Linked DNA regions of Pan troglodytes: region 2 is linked to region 1. Evidence: chromatin contacts called from public HiChIP or PLAC-seq data. All regions are on one chromosome and are shown on one strand. The core of a region is the stretch at or near the end of the contact, and the rest is flanking DNA. Distances in the headings are between cores, read along the strand shown. Region 1 holds the start of PSMC3 (proteasome 26S subunit, ATPase 3). Region 2 holds the start of AGBL2 (AGBL carboxypeptidase 2).

Region 1 (2,895 bases), core at 219-2,718:
GAGAATGGAATAAAGCACTGTTACTTGAGGAGACGCTTTGTCAGCCTGAGTGAGCAGCTGTACATGTTGTTATTTAAAGAAAAAAATTCTGCTTTCAACCGTGTTCCAAAAAAAACTACTGCAAAGGCTAGGTGTAGTGGCTCATGCCTATAGTACCAACACTTTAGGAGGCTGAGGCAGGAAGATCACTTACGCCCAGGAGTTTGAGACCAGCCTGGTCAACATGGTGAAACCTTGTCTCTATTAAAAATACAAAAATTAGTTGGGCGTGGTGGTGGGTGCCTGTAATCCCAGCTACTTGAGAGGCTGAGGCAGGAGAATCCATTGAACCCGGGAGGCGGAGGTTGCGGTAGGGAGAGATCGCGCCACTGCATTCCAGCCTGGGCGACAGAGCGAGACTCCGTCTCAAAAAACAAAAAACAAGCAAACAAACAAACAAAAAGGCAACGATTGCACAGATTTTCATCAGGTTAACAGAGTGTTTGTGATGGTTTGACTTGAAATATAAGCTATGTTGCTTACATGAAGTTCCCTTTAAAGGGGCTCCAGGGCTCACCTCAAAAGATAAGGAGAGATCATTTAAAATAGCCGACAAGGGTACAACGAATGAGTCTCCCATGATCCGGAGACCCGCTCTGCTCACTGAGATTACTAACCATGGGCAGAGAAAACAAACAATTGCAGATACGAGACATAATTTTTTTTGAGACGGAGTCTCGCTCTGTCGCCCAGGCTGGAGTGCAGTGGCGCGATCACGGCTCACTGCAAGCTCCGCCTCCGAGGTTCATGCCATTCTCCTGGCTCAGCCCGGAGTAGCTGGGACTACGGGCGCCCGCCACCACGCCCGGCTAATTTTTTGTATTTTTAGTAGAGACGGGGTTTCACCGTGTTAGCCAGGATGGTCTCGATCTCCTGACCTCGTGATCCGCCCGCCTCGGCCTCCCAAAGTGCTGGGATTACAGGCGTGAGCCACCGCGCCCGGCCCGAGTCATAATGTTTTTAATCGTAGAGGCTGATGGTCAATTGAGTTCTTCCCACGTGGACAATTCCGTGAAGCCTGCTCTGACGTTAGGAGCAGCAGCGATTTCTCTTTAAAGCTGGTTAATGATTCCCTCCCGTAACTCCGGGTGGCCAGCTTGTACTTAAATAATTGTAAAAATGCGGACTGAGGTGGCATGCCTTTTTGGCCCTTTGCACACGGCTGGCCTATGTCGTTTATTAATTGGGAGGCAGTGTCATTGTGTAAATCCCCTTATTCCTAGCGGGGTCACAGTCTGAGTTTGAACGCGCCCCTCCGCAAGCATCTGTCACCGGCCAGATTAAAGACTACATTTCCCAAAGGCCCTCGCGGATCCCACCGTTCTCCCTCCCTTTCCGGTTTTACACCTAGGCCCCGCCCCCAACGCGCGTGTCGGCCAATAGCGGCCCCACCTCTCGCGCCCGGCAAAAATAGGACGCGGGCGGGAACGTTTCGGGGGCCGCGGGGGCGGGGCCTGTGGCCAGGGGTTGGTCTTTGGAATCGGAGAGGCAGATTCGCTGCTCCGCAGCACGGCCGGAGCTGGTCCGGTCAAGAGTCGGGATTTGTGGGGAGAGGTTTTCCACTGGTCAAGAGAAGGCTTTAAGAAAGACGGTATTAATCTCCCGTTGCGGCTCCCGCCTGGTCCCATCTTCTGCCCGCTCCTCCAGGAAATGAATCTGCTGCCGAATCTTGAGAGTCCAGTGACTCGGCAGGAGAAGATGGCGACCGTGTGGGATGAGGCCGAGGTGGGCACCGGGCGAGCTGGCGGTCCGGGAACCGGGGCCCGCAGGGAGACGCCATTGACAAGAGGGAAGGAGGTGGCTGGGGGTCAAGGTCTGGCCCGATCCCGGGGACGGGGTTGTTTGGGATGTGGGCAGGGGTCCTGACTCCATCCTGGTTTTATGGGCGTGGAAACTGAGGCTGTGAGTGGGTTCGGAGAACGAGGGATGCTTGTTCTGAGTAAAAGTAAATATATAAATAAACAAATAATTTTTTACAGCAAGATGGAATTGGGGAGGAGGTGCTCAAGATGTCCACGGAGGAGATCATCCAGCGCACACGGCTGCTGGACAGTGAGATCAAGGTGGGCGCACAGCTCCTGTGCGGGCGATGGGGCCCCCTACAGGACAGGCCCCAGCGATCCGAGTCGCCTCTCCTACTTCCTTCTCGGGCACCCTGGGGGAGACATGGGGCTCGGGCTTCCCCCTCGTATCAGGAAGAGAGGAAAGAAAACTAAGCCTTAAAAGGGACAAGAAGACAGGTAGGGGATGGTGGGAGACCTGGGCTGAGATGAGAGGTTATCAGATTGCCTTTCCCAGTGAGAACTGGGAATAATCCTCTCAAGAATCCTTCTTTTAGTAAAATGCCTATTTTACAGATGAGGAGACAGGCCCAGAGAGGTTTGTACTGCGATAAAGCACCCAGTTCTTACTACGAGGCAGAACCTAAAACCTATATTTGCCTCTCTCGGAGGCCTGCTTTTATTCCAATACTACCACTATTTCACCAGGAGGTTTCCAAACTGGCCTCCTCTTTTGACTTCTGCAGGATGTGGACACAGTCAGACTCTGCCTTCAGAGAGCCTCAGAGCTGGATGAATGGATGCGGGAGGGTCCCCTGGGCACCCTGGACCTCACTAGTTACAGGGCTCTAGCATAAGCTGTGCCAGGGTTTATATTTGCTTCTCCTCCCCTCCTGATCTCAGATCATGAAGAGTGAAGTGTTGAGAGTCACCCATGAGCTCCAAGCCATGAAGGACAAGATAAAAGAGAACAGTGAGAAAATCAAAGTGAACAAGACCCTGCCGTACCTTGTCTCCAACGTCATCGAGGTGTGTGTGTATGTGGAGGGGAAGAGAGGGAGTCAGCAGGGATTGG
Region 2 (2,895 bases), core at 132-2,631, 290 kb before region 1:
CACTCTATGTATTAATGTCTCCATTGTCTTAACCCTGTTCCAAAACAAAATTCACCTCCTTTCTTTATGTGAATGTATTCTCCATAAAATTCCAGTATTTAAAAAGCAGTTTACTGTTCTGTACTTTCTGTTGTATCACAATCAGGTAAAAGTCACTTTAAACTGAGGAAACGGCAAATTGTGTTTTAAAGCTCTTTGTATTTCTCCAGTTTCTGACCTTGTAAATTTGTATATATGCACTAATAAAGCTTTTTTTATAATCCTGATGGGTTATCCTTTTGCTCGTCAACTCCTGTTATTCTGATTATGTAACCAATACTTGTTTTTTTTTCTAAGCATATACAATGCAAGGTGCAAACATTTAAGAACAGCTTTCAAGAAAATGAGCAGCAGATCTTGAATGGGGAGTGGTGGGGCCAGTTTAGACAAACAGGCTTCTAGTCCCAGATGGTGCTGTGTGATCAAACTTTTGGGGTCTAATATTATCTATAATATCTAGATTGGTTAATAGCCATATTAGATAATATTTGACCTACTTAATTCCTGGCAATGATGTAATATGGTTAACATTTCAGAAAAAAGGTGCTTTATAGCTTTTTTCCCCCCACTGATAAAAGTAACAGATACGGTTATATTCATATATAGTTAACCAAAGACACGTGTTTGAATTTTATTGTAGTATATTTATTTTTTTGTTGTTGGTTGTTTTTTTTTTTTTTTTTTTTTTCTGGAGACAGAATTTCGCTCTTGTTGCTCAGGCTGGAGTGGAATGGCACGATCTCGGCTCACCGCAACCTCCGCCTCCCAGGTTCAAGTGATTCTCCTGCCTCAGCCTCCCGAGTAGCTGGGATTACAGGCATGCGCCACCACACCCGGCTAATTTTGTATTTTTAGTAGAGATGGGGTTTTCCATGTTGGTCAGGCTAGTCTCCAACTCCCGACCTCCCAAAGTTCTGGGATTACAGGCGACAGCCACCGCGCCTGGCCTGGAGTATATTTCTATGCATATAACTGATTTTTTAAACCTAATCAAAATGTGTGATTTGAATTTGTTAGCTTTGTTTCTTAAGATTTGCAGTTTAGAAGGTAATTTTTCCTTTCTAGCTGTGCAGTGGAGAGAATGTTAAGGTGAAAGGAGAGAAGCAGCAGCTCTCTTAGAGCAAATTATGCATAACAATTATCTAAAGCCAACAGCAAACCAGCTTGGAAGTATGTTGAAGGCTACTGGCATCGTACTCATCAATGCGGTTTCGATTCCCAGGTTGGGGCTGTGATGTATGAGGGGAAGAAAGCCGCTGCCCGCCATACATGTTGCAGACCTTCCCGGGGTCCCCGCTCCCTCCTTGGGGGCGAGGCCTAGCTCCCCGGAAGCGCCCGACCGCCCCGCCCTTTCTCCGCTTCCTGCTTTCGGTTGCTAGACTACCCGGGCCCTCACAGAAGGCGGTGGCGGGCGGGTGCAGCGAGTTTGTCCCCTTGCCCGCACACTGCTTGGCCTCTGTACTTAAGTGCGGTGGCCGCCTGCCTCGCTGGAGCTTCTCTGCCGCAGCCATCCATGCTGCTTGGGACGGGCCGGGGCGCGAAGGCGGTCGCATCCATCGCTCTGCCCTCCTGGGAAGTTTCTGCTCTCCTTCCCCGCTCCTACCCTTAGGAAACCCCCTCACCACCTGCCCCAGACCAGGTTCCTCTGAACCCTAAATTCAATCTTTAGGGCCCACTTTCCCAACCCCCTGACCTTTTTCCATCGGCACCTACCGAGACGACTTCGTCGCGTGCTCCCATACCCATTTCTTTCACTTTCCTGTGGCGAGCATCTCCCTTCTCAGGGAAAGGGAAGCATGGGGCCAGCACCTTGGGAAGAAGAAGCGGGAAGATACGCTGCCCTCCCTGTCTCAGATGCACCTCTGGCCTCGGCGTGACCACCTTGTTTAGCTGAGGAGAAGCTGGGTTGGCAGGGTTTTCTGAAGTCAAGAGGGAGCTGGGGGGGCGCCCCGGGAGGTACTGGCAGTTTTTTCACTTGTCCTCTTCTGGCTTTGTAGCTTCTCTTGTGTAATCAGCTGCCTATTTGGAAATTGGGCAGGGTTTGCGACTGGATGCTAATGTCACTGACTAGTTTTCAGCCTACCATCCAGAAGTAACATGTTCCCAGCTTTGGAAACGCACCTAAAGCAGGTCGGTACACAACACGGAAAGCCACAGAAATTTCTTCGGGGAACTCCATTTCTTCGGGAACTCCACAGAAATCTGCTACTAGATGAGAAGGGATGTTCTGGTGGCATCTTTTCTCAGCTGGAGATCTTGATCCCCACGATAGAATAATTCGCATGGAATGCAGCTCGCTTGGTTTCGTCTAGTCCTATGCAACAACGCTCATGTACTTTTTGTTGAGTCTATTATGGTTTGAAAACATTATCTTGATTGAAGTGGCCTTTCCTTTCACAGACTATTCCTGATCCTTATGAAGACTTTATGTACCGTCACCTCCAATATTATGGCTACTTTAAAGGTAATACCATGTTCTTATCTAGTATCACCTTTCCTGGACTCAAGAGGAAAATTGCTTCGTTAGCTGGGAGGGTTGCACTTGGGTAGACTAATAAATAATTTGCATTGACAAATAAATACTTTTTCCTCTACCATTAGTGAAAAGTACTTCCTTTCCCCATTGATCTGTGGGTCACCTCTGTCAAGTAGACAGCATCACTTAATACAAAGGTCTGTCTCTGGGCTCTCTATTCCATTGGTCTGTTTGGCTATCCTTTACCAATATCACTGTCTCTTAATTACTATATGGCATTAAAATAGTCTTTATCTGGAAAGACATGTCTTCCCACCTTGTTCTTCAGAAGTGACATGGCTGTTCTTGAGTCTTTGCCTTACTATATAAATTTTACAATT

Evidence for each region. HiChIP or PLAC-seq counts read pairs in DNA pulled down with a chosen protein or histone mark.
Region 2: a contact with region 1 is called in an H3K4me3 HiChIP or PLAC-seq map of stem cell-derived excitatory neurons, with 10 times the contacts expected there. The contact joins the promoter of AGBL2 here to the promoter of PSMC3 in region 1. A contact is called at or near these places in 1 of 7 Hi-C or Micro-C datasets (stem cell-derived neural progenitor cells) and 1 of 1 datasets of contacts at active chromatin or transcription factors (stem cell-derived excitatory neurons).

What each region holds. Positions count from the first base shown.
Region 1 is chr9:51,441,107-51,444,001 of NHGRI_mPanTro3-v2.0_pri, reverse strand. It overlaps PSMC3 (proteasome 26S subunit, ATPase 3), which reads left to right and starts at 1,468. Exons shown (of 12, transcript XM_508413.8): 1 at 1,468-1,764; 2 at 2,019-2,102; 3 at 2,724-2,849. The coding sequence starts at 1,690.
Region 2 is chr9:51,735,211-51,738,105 of NHGRI_mPanTro3-v2.0_pri, reverse strand. It overlaps AGBL2 (AGBL carboxypeptidase 2), which reads left to right and starts at 1,381. Exons shown (of 15, transcript XM_063782949.1): 1 at 1,381-1,944; 2 at 2,037-2,169; 3 at 2,440-2,503. The coding sequence starts at 2,137. It overlaps FNBP4 (formin binding protein 4), which reads left to right. Exons shown (of 16, transcript XR_010147210.1): 16 at 1-266.